Regions from separate parts of the Triticum aestivum genome. Here region 1 is linked to region 2. The links are chromatin contacts, called in public HiCAR-type maps. All regions are on one chromosome and are shown on one strand. The core of a region is the stretch at or near the end of the contact, and the rest is flanking DNA. Distances in the headings are between cores, read along the strand shown. Region 1 holds the start of LOC123084765 (transcription factor ILI6). Region 2 holds the start of LOC123084764 (F-box/kelch-repeat protein SKIP11).

The links. HiCAR-type assays count read pairs that join an accessible place to other places.
Region 1: a contact with region 2 is called in a HiCAR-type map of leaf, with 9 times the contacts expected there. The contact joins the promoter of LOC123084765 here to the promoter of LOC123084764 in region 2. A contact is called at or near these places in 3 of 5 Hi-C or Micro-C datasets (all in leaf) and 1 of 1 datasets of contacts at active chromatin or transcription factors (leaf).

Annotation. Positions count from the first base shown.
Region 1 is chr4A:10,877,068-10,883,804 of IWGSC CS RefSeq v2.1, reverse strand. It overlaps LOC123084765 (transcription factor ILI6), which reads right to left and starts at 3,019. Exons shown (of 5, transcript XM_044506263.1): 1 at 2,738-3,019.
Region 2 is chr4A:10,588,316-10,594,737 of IWGSC CS RefSeq v2.1, reverse strand. LOC123084764 (F-box/kelch-repeat protein SKIP11) reads left to right here and starts at 3,253. Exons shown (of 2, transcript XM_044506260.1): 1 at 3,253-3,506; 2 at 4,055-5,763. The coding sequence starts at 4,174. The coding sequence ends at 5,469.

The DNA of each region.
Region 1 (6,737 bases), core at 1,770-4,269, 290 kb before region 2:
GGTTACAATTTCCGGTTCTGATGCGATCAGTATACATATTTTACATGCTAAAATACTTAATCAGTAAATATGTGTGTATCCTTCAATAATTTATTACTCAATCTAGTAAACATGATTATAGGCTTATAGCTACTGGGTTGATGCAACAAAATTTCTAAAAAAAAACAGCAAAATATAGCTAGACTAGAAAATCTATTTGGTTTCATGTTTATCAAGAGGTCCAAGATTGAGAATTCTAGTTCAACAGGTGAATCTATATTCAAGAATCGTTTTCACCAAGCCATGCATTTCAGTTTACTAACACATATTTAGTTATGGATCAGAGATGTGAAAATTGTTGGTTCCAGAGAACGGGTGATAGTTACATTTGGGTGATTTATCAAGTACAAAAGTTGTTTAGACGGATACTGTAACCATGGCATTGGTAGTCCCAAATATTGTTTTGTGAGTGGTAGTACAGGCTGAATAGAGTAGAAGAGAATGAAAATTCGTTGAGATAATTGCAGCCTATGTGTAGCGTAATGTCTGTCTGCACACAAACAAGCTCCCTTTTACACAAAACCTACCACATATTCAGATTCAAAACCAGAGAAGCTTGATTCTCAATGATTGGATAACTAGTAAATGAACCTTTACGTTTGTTTACAAGAAATGATCTATACTGCTGGTTCAACAGCATCGTTAAATGTAACCTATACTGCAGGTTACTGGAGGTTTCAGTAGCTGAATCGACTTATGTAGTAGCTACTTACTGAAGGTCATGGGAGGTTCCAGATCAGTAGCTAAATTTACCAATGTAATAGCTTCTTAGTTAACATAGAGATAAAAGCACGAGCCCAGAATCTAGACTCTAGAGCAACATAGTTAAATCTTTCCATGGTTAAAACACATAGCACTTGCAGAACTAGAATTCACACAGTAATGTTAGTAACAAAGAAACTAGGCCGTCTGAATATATCATCAAGTTTTTGCTTCCTACTCTGTCACTCTGTCGCATCTCTCAAACAAAGGTAGGTAGTCTGAATATATCATTTAGTCTTCGCTTCCTACTATATATCATAATGCCCTGTATCTCATTAAAGGTGCATCAAAACATGATTCCCTAACGAACAAAAAGGCGGATCATATACAAATGAACTCATAGAAGACGGAAGCCTTTTTGGAGTTGGACCAAGCAATGATTTGCAAACATCGATTAAGATCAAACTGGCCCTGCAATTGACATATCAAATTTCTTGACTGCTTTGTTCGTGTGGACACACCCAGAGTTTGGAAGGGGCACTTGGTCCATCCATACCAAGGAAGACCTTTCCGATTTCCTAGCATGGCCCTGCAGTTTACTAATGCATTTTTAGTTATGGATCATAGATGTGAAAATTGTTGGTTCCAGAAAATGGGGGATAGTTACATTCGAGTAATTTAACAAGTACAGAAGTGTTGTTTAGAGGGATACTGTAGCCATGGCATTGGTAGTCCCAAATGTTGTTTTGTGAGTGGGTAAAATTTGTTGAGACATAATTGCAGCATAATGTATGTCTGCATGCAAACAAGCTCCCCTTTACACGAAACCTACCACATATTCATATTCAAAATCAGAGAAGCTTGATTCTCAATGATTGGATAACTAGTAAATGAACCTTTACATTTGTTTACAAGAAAGAAGTTCCCTGAACCCGTGATCTAAACCGCAGGTTCAACAGCACTGTTAAATGCAATCTATAGTGCAGGTCAGTGGAGGTTTCAGTAGCTGAATCTACCCACGTGGTAGCTTCCTACTGCAGGTCAGGGAGGTTCCAAATCAGTAGCTAAACCTACCAATCTAATAGCTTCTTAAGTAATATTCAGCTAAATGTACCAGCCCAACATCTAGACTCTAGAGCAACATAGTTAAATCTTTCCATGGTTAAAACACATAGCACTTGCAGAACCAGAATTCACACGGTAAGGTTAGTAATAAAGAAACTATACGGTCTCATTTAGTTTTTGTTTCCTACTCTGTCACTCCACATCATCCCTCAATAAAGGTAGGTAGTCTGAATATATCGATTAGTCTCCGCTTCGTACTATATATCATTCTGGCCCGTATCTCACTAAAAGTGCATCAACACATGATTCCCTAGCGAACAAAAAGGTATTTGATATACAAATGCACTAATACAACATGAAAGCCTTTTTGAAGTTGGATCAAGCAATCATTCGCAAACACCAATTAAGATCAAACTGGCCCTGCAATTTTATTTTATTTTATTTTGTTTCCTGAATCCTTTGTTTGTGTGGACACACCCAGAGTTTGTAAAAGGGCACTTGATCCGTTCGATTAGCAAGGAAGACCTTTCTGATTTCCGAGGATGGACATCTCACTGTTCGTACTGAACTTTTATCAGTTTGAATATATGAAGCGGTCTGGGGGCTCCATTCCTTTCTGTATTATTAATAGCACATGCCATGATCAACATCCTGATAATTAGGGTGTCTCTACCAACATAGGCCATTAATGCAACCACCTAAGCACCTAGGCATGGAATTATCCAAGCGCAGCAACAGCATTTCGAGGAAATGGTAACCGCAGCATAATTATCAGCATTGACTATTTGATGATAGCGAGCACAGGCGTAGCTCTAGCGAGCGAAACACAAAAGTAAGCTAAATCCTAGGCGGCAAAATATATCTTACCACCGTAATAAAAGCAGGGCACCGATTTATAAGAACACCAGATTGCGCGAAGGGGGGAACTTACAGCGAAACCCTAGCGGGAGATGGCGACATTTTGGGGGAGATGGCGGCGGGAGGTCGCGCCATTGGATAGGACCGAGACAGAACGCCACTCGCGGCAGAGGGGCAGAGAGACAAGCGAAGAGAGGGAGCGGAACTGCGGAGGCGATCTGGGCGCGGCGGCACCAACGCCCCTCCGCCGAGACGAAGCCAGGGGTGGGGAGCGTGCCGGCTTCAACTGGGCTAAACTGGGCTGAATTCCTTAGCTCGATGGGCCGGTAAGGTGCTTTGTGACGGCCGTTAAGGTTCAGTTTAAAGGCAAATTAAAGATGGGCCTTTAATCGGCGAAATGGGCAACCCATAGCATTATAGCTCGTAGGCGCGGCCCGGTCGCGTGTGTGCGTGAGGGAGCTTGGGCTGACGGATTCTCTTTTTTTTTTTTGAGGGGGGCTGACGGATTCAACGCAGCCCATCGCGGCACGCGGCTGGCGCCGGAGACCGCAGCCGCGTGGGACGCGAACGCGACCAGGCAAGAGCCACGCCCCAACCACCCACCCACCCACCCAACCGCCGTCGCACCACACGGGGTACGTACGTGCGTGCGTGCGTCCCCATCCCTCCAACGGACGGACGGAGACGGCGGCGGGCGTGCAGCCACGGCCGTGCGCGCAGGCAGCGAAAAGCGCCAGCAGATGAATCCCGATCGTTTTCGTCGTGAACCCAGCGCCGGCAGTCCCTCTCCCTGTCCAGCCCAGTTGGGCGCCAGCCCGGCCACATGACCAGGCGCCAACGCCATCCAGCGACCTCGTCACGCCTCGTGTGCGCTGCGTGCGTACTCCACGTCAGAACACGCACAATGACTCAGACGGGTCGAGCTACCGTCCAAGACGGCGTCGGTGTGGCCGTGCCAGTACTCTCTCTGTATCATCATCAGCTGCTGCCAGGCGAGGAGCGCAGCTGCAGGCGGGCCGAAGCAAACAGACAGCAGAGTGGTAGTGGCGGTACACGCGCCTTTATTGCCGGTCCACGGGCTCGCGCTCACACATCTCCGCTACGTTTGTTTCCAGGACCACACCCCGGCCATGGGCCATGGGCATGCTAGCCCATCAAGATTCAGGGAGGAGCGACCAACCCCATTGAATCCGTCTGCCCAGCCGTTGCATTTCCTCCGATCTGCGAGCCAGAGGAGAGGACGCACGCACGCATGCACATGAGAGCCGAGGGTTTCAGAGCCAGCCACGCCCCTGCCCGCATCAGCGGATCAGCATCGCAGGGCGTACCGCGCAACCCTACCCGCTCTGCCCGTCCGTGTCGATCTTCGCCGGGGCCCGGCCCGGGGGAGAACAGCAAGGGCGGTGTGGTGGGTGGTACCGCGGTGGTGGTGGTGGTGGTAGCAGTACAGGTAGTTTTCCTGAAGAGAGGCAGAGTCCACGTACTACTACCACTCGTATCGTACTGCATGAATTATTCTGCGTTGGCGAGCGGATGGATCGATCTGGGTGGGGCGGGGTGGGGTGGGTTCGGTACGACGTCCCCATCGGCGGTGAGGTGACGACAGGACGATTGGATTGACCGGCTCGAGCCATCGGCATGGGAAGACAAACCTAACCGAACCCAACCAAACGCGTCGGCGTCGCCGGCCGCCGTATCGACCGCTCCGATCGCGTGTGCTGGCCGTGTGGGCGCGGCGGCGGGCGGGCGGGGGCGGACCACATCAACGGAATGGACACCCACGCGACGGTTGGATGGATATCGACACCTGGACCAACCGCGCCGGCACATCAGTCACCGCGCCTCTACGTACGTGCGTGCGCGTATACGGCGACGGATTGGACAGGGGTGGGCCGCGGTGGGAGGAAAAAAGGTCACGCGGCGGCGGCGGCGGCGGCCGGCGCGACGCCAACGTACACGACCAGAGTTTTCTAGCTAGGCTGGTGGGAAGCGGCGCCTCCGGACTGGCCTGGCCCATTATCATTTCCTCGCCAGCCACTTTTGATACGTAGTACAAAAAAGTGTCAGTGTCGTTTTTTCTTCTTCTAAATTTTTTTACGGCATTTTCTTCTTCTATCTGTCACGATCGACCCCGCCGTGCACACCGGCGGCCCGCTGGAGCGTTGCGTCGGTGAAGGCCGACGACGATCTCGATCGACAAACGGCCGTCTTTGAAAAATGAATGGTTGGGGCCTGTTCGTGGCTGATCGGTTCACCAAAGGGAAAGTAAAACAGATTTTATATATCTACTCCACACTCCACACAGTACTATAGTACTCCACACAGGAGTAGTACGTAGTACCGGCCTGAGATGCATTGAATAATTTTAGGTCAAGGGTGGCTTCAAACAGAAGGCAAGGGCAAGGAAGGTAGCTAAGCTAAACTCCCCCGAAAAGCCAGCCTATGGATCGAGCGAATCGTACTAGTAGTACCACTCCTACTCCCTTGGCGTGGTGGTGTTCACCAGTCTTGCACGGATCGCTCAATGAAAAGCAAGCCCTCCCCTTCCCTTGAAGTGACATTTAATCCGAGCCTCTGCCCTGCCAGCAAACGCAAACGCAAACGCAAACGCAAGAAGAAGCCGCCACCGCGTGCACGCATGAGCATGAGCATGCAGCGCAATGAAATCATTGGGCCCGCTCGCTGCCGCCAGGTGTGGTGGAAGGATAGCGAGATCAGGTGGGCCTTGAACATGCTTGCGTAGAAAGAAAATATCACGTCGCATCGCATCGCACACATAGCCGGGCGGTTAGTTAGGCGTACATACATGTGAGCTCCTCAAGCCAAATAAGTCGCTTTATTAGAGAGAGAGAGAGGGTGGGTGGTCACAGGCGCACAGCTCACGCCACACCACCGAGGCCGATCTACCCATCGTACGTGCACGTGCCGCCGTCCATGGGGCCGCTCGCCTCTCTCACCCTGCAGCGCCTCCGTTCCCACTTCTTCTGCCTCTACCTAGCGAGGCCTTGTCGCCACTCGCAGCGCGTACGCACGCACGCACAGCCCTATAGCGCTACAGTCTTTTTCTTTGGCTTTGAACCCAGCCCAGCCCAACCTACTCGCGTACCATTCTCCTACCTATATAGCTAGAAAACTACAGTAGTGCCATATTGGTAGCCGTAGCTGTGGTACTGGCCGGGGCCGGCTGCATATACAAATACGAGTAGTATATTTATCCCGTGTCAAAATCAGGCGCCCACGTTGGAATCGTTTGTTTGTTTTTCGAACGCCGTCGGAATCGTTCGTTTGTTCTGTAGCAGGGTCAAATAGAAGACGAACGGAGTTTGGTCGTGACACGGCTCTATCTCTTGACACTGTGGGTTGATTCCACGGTGCCGCAATTTTCTACGCATTGACACGGCCGGGGAGGAAATGAAATCATATTCCTCCGTTGATTCTTCCGTGGTAAGCGACCGGCGGATATATGCTGCGTGCATTTGTGCCTCTTTTATTAATTCCTTTTCCCCTCAGGCTCTCTTTCTTTCGTTCGTTCTTTCTTTTCCCCCGATTCCACCATCGAGAAAGTTTGGGCTTTAAGAATTTATTCCCCGGCCATTGGTGGGTTAAGTTGTCATCACCCGCCCCAATTTGCTAAAGTATGCAGTGGTATAGTTGGGGAGGGAATTTTTAGGCCGGGAGCCTCAAAGGAGGAACGGAAAGGGGGGAAACGGGGATAAAAAAAGATTAAAGCGTTTGTTGCACTTGGTGGTGTCATGCTACTAGATGGGAGAGGGCACTTCTTTTTAGGGCAGATCCCTTAATCCCACGCATTGACAGGGGTAATCAACCCAGTGGGCACTACTAACGGAGATCATAACCCCAGTGACCAAGGGATCTGCCCTCAAAAAGAATTCCAATTGGTTGTGTAGTACAGTACATCGTTGAGGTTGCAACATTTGTCGCTCATCCGGTAAATCGACTGCACGCTATAGTGTTTTGATTCACCGGGACCCCATGTAAACAACATACTCTAACTAGCTAGGTGTGGCGCGCCTGCTAATTATGGACGCCGAGCAGGCAGACTGCAACGCACA
Region 2 (6,422 bases), core at 2,004-4,503:
AATCCTATTAGGTTTGGAGTCCTAGTAGGACTCCCCCCCCCCTTGGCGCACCTCCCCCTTGGCCGGCCTCCTCCTCCCCCCTCCTTTATATACATGGGCAGAGGGCACCCCAAAGGCACAACATGAATTGTCTTAGCCGTATGCGGTGCCCCCTCCACAGTTTACCACCTCGGTCATATTGTTGTAGTGCTTAGGCGAAGCCCTACGCGGATCACATCTTCAACACTGCCAACACACCGTCGTGCTGACGAAACTCTCCCTCGACCCTCTACTGGATCAAGAGCTCGAGGGACGTTATTGTGCTGAACGTGTGCTGAACACGGAGGTGCCGTACGTTCGGTACTTGGATCGGTTGGATCGTGAAGACGTTCGACTACATCAACCGCGTTACTAAACGCTTCCGCTTTCGGTCTACGAGGGTACGTGGACACACTCTCCCGTCTTGTTGCTATGCATCTCGTAGATAGATCTTGCGTGATCGTAGGAAATTTTTTGAATTACCACGTTCCCCAACATATTTATCCTGGCGACGATGATGGGCGACCCTGAGGAAACCTTTCTAAAAAAACGTGGTTAAAGGGGGAAGCACCCTCCTTTAACTTTACGTTGTTAGGTAGAAGTGAGTCCTCGGACAGGGGTGGGCAGGTACGCAACCTTGTGTGTCTACCATTGCACCACATGTTTCTGAAAATGCGCACATTCATTACATTTATTATGTTCCATATTTGAATGAGTTGACCCTTGGCCACTACTCTTGATTTTATTTTAAACGAGGCTATTCCTTTTGATTTTCCAACTATTTTTTGGCAATAAGTAACCAACTGATGGTTATTTTATTTATAAAAATTGCATCACAATTTTTACATATGTTTACATTTCACTAAATTCCCGCATGGGCCCATCATCTTGGCTCACATACACTCGCCAAATGTTTGACCTTTTCCGAAATAAAAATAGTCATGCCAAAACAGCGCTAAAGCAATTTAGCTTGTGTGTGAGCTTTTTTTTTGAGCATCAGTACAGACACAAGCGCTCATATACACGCGCATACACTCACCCCTATGAACGCACACACGCACACCCTACCCCTATGAGCACCTCGAGAGACTGAGCCGGCATATCATCTTGAGATTTACGAAGTCACCGTAGGCGCCTCGTCGTCGACGGAAACATCTCCTCCCACTGAAAGCGTATCGCCGGAAATTCTGAAATAAATCCAGGAATAATGCGAGCACCAGAATTTGAACCCTGGTGGGTTGGGGATACCACTGTCCACCTAACCAACTCAACCACAGGTTGATTCGCTTGTGTGTGAGCTTGAGTTGTTAGTTTGGGTGCATCCTAAAATGTATTATACATGTTGTGCAACTATCCCCCCCCCCCCCCCCCCCAAGGCACATAAATCAATTAGGTTTGCTCTTAAGTTTATTTTCTTGTAGTTTTGGAAGATCCACAGTGATATAAGCTCCCACACCACACTGCAAGATCCTCCTAGCTCACAAGAGCTGATGATTTTTTAGGTAATTAGAAGTGTTCTTGTATAGTTTTGTGCAGTTTTCAAAAGAAACCTAGATAAGTACTCCCTCTGTAAAGAAATATAAAAGTTTTTAGATCGGAGGGAGTACGACACAAACTCAGCATGAGAAGACAAAACGAATACCAGTACAATAAGTACACTTGTCATAGCAAATAACCAAGTTGGCTAAACCGACCTCGAGCTGGTACATACGGCTGTGCAAATGACGGACAAATAGCCTCTCAGGCCAAGACAGGGGAATAGCGTTGCCAATCACCCAATAGGGCCAAGGGGGAAAGCATTTTGGCTTGCGAGTTCAAGCTATAGTTTCGGTGCATCCTATTATACTTTTTAGTGCAAGTGATCCCTTTTTGTTCAAGGTACATAAATCAATTGTACATATGTTTGTTTGTAGTTTTGTGTAACAGTCATCGTCGTATAAGATTCCACACCACACATGCACCAGCTCATGCGTTTTATGTCAACAAGGTAATCCCCTCGAGAACACTACATGCTCCTAACTTACATTTTTTATTTTAAACGTGCACAAAAGCTTTGTCTCTTCTCATTAATTAAGTTTACATGACATATCCGATGATGGGAATACAGGGAAAAGGGCTCCTCTCATGGTATGATCGATTTCAAATGCTTTGTGCCAGTCAAAAACTCATATAGAAGCTTCCCCATTTATCTCGGCGACCATGACGGAGGACATTGAAGAAACGTTTTTGAGAACGCCCACAATCATTACATTCATTGTGTTCTGTATTTGCACGAGCTAACAAGCATGTGTAGGGCTTCTCGTGGGGTCGCTCTTGATTATCTTAACAAGCGAGGCTATCCTTTTCGATTTTTCAATTGTTTCTTTGGCAGTAATTAACCAGCTAATTTTTTTCTTTATAGAAGGAGTACATGTCACTCGGGTCGAGCACTCTAGCGCACATGTCACTCACGGAGATGTTGGACCTGTTCCAAAATAAGAACCGTCATGCCAAAACGGCGCTAAAGCAACCTGGTTTACGTGTGAGCTCGAGTAGTTAGTTTGGGTGCCTCCTAAAATTACCTAAATGATAAGTGCCACACGTGTGATACCAAGCAACCCCACCCTAACGTTTCTACAACTAAAGTTGTCATCCGAACAGAAAAAAACAAAACTAAAAAAAGAACTGAAACTTGCCATCCGAAAAAAAGAGTTGTCATCCCACACCATACTACAAGATCCTCCAAGCTCACCAGAGCTGATGCATTTTCAAAAGAAGTGTAGATAAGCTCAGCATCTCACAAGACAAACGCATATGCCATTACAATAAGCACACTTGTCCTAGCAAATAACCAAAGCGACCCCGAGGTCGGCTGGCGCAAACGGCCCGTGCAAACGACGAGCAAATAGCCCCTCAGGCCGGGACAAGGACAGCAACAAAGAAAGAAAGAAAATTGTTTCACGAGGCGAAGGGATAATTTTATACTGCTGCCAATCAGATGAGGCAGGCAGGGGGCGGCGACCGAGCGAGCGAGGGGGGGGAGGAAAAGATAGATAGATACGCGGGAGACGTGTGGGCGTACAGGCAGAGAGAGTGGGAGGGAGAGGGAGTGAGTCCACCTCAGCTTCAGGTGAGCTGGCCGGTGGCCGCTGGGGCATTTTTCTATTTCTGCGGCCTGCCCGGTTTCCAATTCCGACGAGCCAAAACAGACGGAGGGGAAAGGCGCCGGGGGAGGGGGAAAAAACGGGGGAATAAAAAGGGAAAGAAATAAAGCGAGAGGCGAATCCCAATTCCCCAAGTAGTACCGCGCACGAGAGGGGGGCGGGGGAGGGAGGAGGGCAGGGCGCACACTCTAGGCGAGGGAGGGGAGGAGGACTACAAGAGAGGAGAGAGAGGCGGGGGGCGAGGGGCAGCGGCAGAGGGCTGCAGCAGGGCCAGAAGCATTAGAAGGGGCAGTTGTAACCAAGTGGCAGCAGTAGATAGAGCCATCCATCTATCTCTCTCTACAGGTATAAATCCATCCTCGCTCGCTTCCTTGCTCGCTCGCTCGCTCGCGCATCTGGTAGGAGTTGGTGGTGGGGGGAGGGGATTTCTCGGGCGCCGCGGCCATGGGGGCGCGCTGATTGGGCCGCCGGCCGCGATCTTCCAGTCCGGATTTCCTCGGGCGGGCCCGCGCGTGATCTTGCCATGGGTTCGATTTGTTCTTCTTGTTGTTAGGTGATTCTTTCTTGCCCCTCCCGCGCGTGTTCTTCCTTTTTCTGTTGGATTGGGTTGGACTGGATTGGACCCCTGCTTCTCCGCCTGGATTCGGGTCGCCCGGCGGGGCCGCCGCGGAGGGTGGAGGGAAGATTTGGTTGGGGGGGGGGGGGGGGGGGGGGGGGGCGGCGGATCGGCTGGGTTCTCGCCGGAAGATTCGATTTTTACGCCTTGTTTTCTTCACGCGCCCCTCTCAGATCTCAAATGCCCCTGTTCCTGATCCGTTTCTTCTCGCCGATTTCCTCCGCGCTTACTTTCCTCCCTCCCCTCCCCTGTTAATTCCATTCCATTATTGTTGCAGATCGCGGCTAGGAGATCAGCGAGCACGCCCAGATTTCTCCCTTTCCGGATCAATCTTATCCGAGAGGATAATAAGCCGTCGTCCGGGAGCAGCGAGCAAAGGGAGGGGGAGGAGAAGCCATGATGCTGGAGGGCAAATCCTGCCTCGTCTCGCGCTCCCTGCCCAGCTACTGCGACCCGGACTCCGACTGGGCGTTCCTCCTCAGCGGCACCAAGCGCTCCGCGCCGGAGGACTTCGGCGCGGAGGACATGGAGGAGGTAGACGCCGGCGGCAGCAGCGGGAAGCGCAGCAAGTCGCCTTCCCCGCAGCCGCACACGCCGGACATCACCGAGAGCCACGGCTCCAGCCGCCATGCCTCCTCAGGCAGCGGCGGAGGGGAACAGCAAGGCTCTGGGGCCAATCTCATTGGCGAGATTGGCCGGGACCTCTCCATCAACTGCCTGCTCCGGCTCTCCAGGTCGGACTATGGCTCCGTCGCCTCCCTCAACAGGGACTTCAACTCCCTGGTGCGCAACGGGGAGATCTACCGCCTGCGGCGGCAGAATGGCTTCGCCGAGCATTGGGTCTACTTCTCCTGCAATGTCCTGGAGTGGGACGCCTATGACCCCTACAGGGAGCGCTGGATCCAGGTGCCCAAGATGCCACCGGATGAATGCTTCATGTGCTCTGACAAGGAGTCCCTGGCCGTGGGCACCGAGCTGCTTGTGTTTGGGATGGCACACATTGTCTTCAGATACAGCATCCTGACCAATTCATGGACAAGGGCTGATCCCATGAACTCTCCCCGGTGCTTGTTTGGATCAACAAGCGTTGGTGAGAAGGCGTATGTCGCTGGAGGCACCGATGCTTCTGGAAAGATCCTGAGCTCTGCAGAGATGTATGACTCTGTGACACACACTTGGACACCCCTTCCCAGCATGAATAGGGCTAGGAAGATGTGTTCTGGTGTGTTCTTGGATGGCAAGTTCTATGTGATCGGTGGTGTTACCAACAACAACCAGGTACTGACATGTGGTGAGGAATATGACTTGAATCGGGGGTCGTGGAGGGTCATTGAGAACATGTCTGAGGGCCTCAATGGAGTGACCGGTGCTCCTCCACTCATTGCAGTTGTCAACAATCAGCTTTATGCGGCTGATTACAGTGAGAAGGATGTGAAGAAGTATGACAAGCTGAATAATAAGTGGATCGCTCTTGGGAAATTGCCCGAACGGTCTGTGTCAATGAATGGATGGGGCCTTGCTTTCCGAGCCTGTGGTGACCGGCTGATTGTCATTGGAGGCCCAAGGACTTCTATTGGTGGCATCATTGAGCTTAATTCATGGGTTCCCGATGGGCAACCGCCTGTGTGGAATTTGGTTGCCACACGGCAATCCGGGAACTTCGTGTATAACTGCGCCGTGATGGGTTGCTGAGTCCACTGAATAAAGATTGGATGCAGTGGATATTTATGAAGGATGATAGTATGCACAAAGGCAGCCCGTTCAATTGCTCCAGCCCTGATTCTTCGTAGCGATTTATGCCTTCTGCCCAGTTAACTGGACATCTGCTGAGCGGCAGCACTCATGTAACCCTTGAGTTCTAATACTTCTGTTTTCCTTGCTAATCCATTTCTACATTTGCAATTTGGATCAACAGCTCGTGATTTCAAAGATACGAGACTATGCAAAAACAGTGTTATATTAATAATCTAGAAACAACTTCCAGAATGCTCGCCTTTCACTGTTGATGATGAACAACCTGTTAAGCAGTACTTGCTTTATCTTTGGCTGCAACTAGAGCATGTTTATCAATTCACTGCCATGTCTCTTATTCATCCAGTTTGCTTCATGATATGCTTCTCTGAATTGTGTTATCAGCTTGTAAGTTGGTAAAGATATGTTGTTTTGCTGGTCGTGAATTTGTATGTGCTATTAGATGCTGGTATTGTTCTAGTTTTAGTTGTGCTGGTTCGCTTGTGGGTTTGTTTGGCTTGGTGTTTTAGATCATGTTTCCATGTACTGATGTTTGAGTTAGTCAACTGAGTCGAGTTTGAGTTGTTCTGTTTCTGATGGAGTGTCAAAGCAGGAGGTAGTTTTCAAAACTAGATCAATTTACTGGCCATTTAGTGGCAAGTTTCCTGGGAGTTGTCGACCCCCCTTCTGCCTGTAGTTGTTCTAGCCTAGAAGTAAGTCTCCTCATGGTTTTACTCTATCATTGAATTATCCCCTAGCTGATTGATTCTCCATGTTCTGTTCTAAGCTATTTCAGCAAATTGATGTCATCCTCTATTAGCAATGTTGCAATAAGGCAACATATATATCATTAGTAAGGTTAAAAGGAAGTGATGCATTTGCCAACTGCTGTTTATTAATCTTTTTGAGTGAGC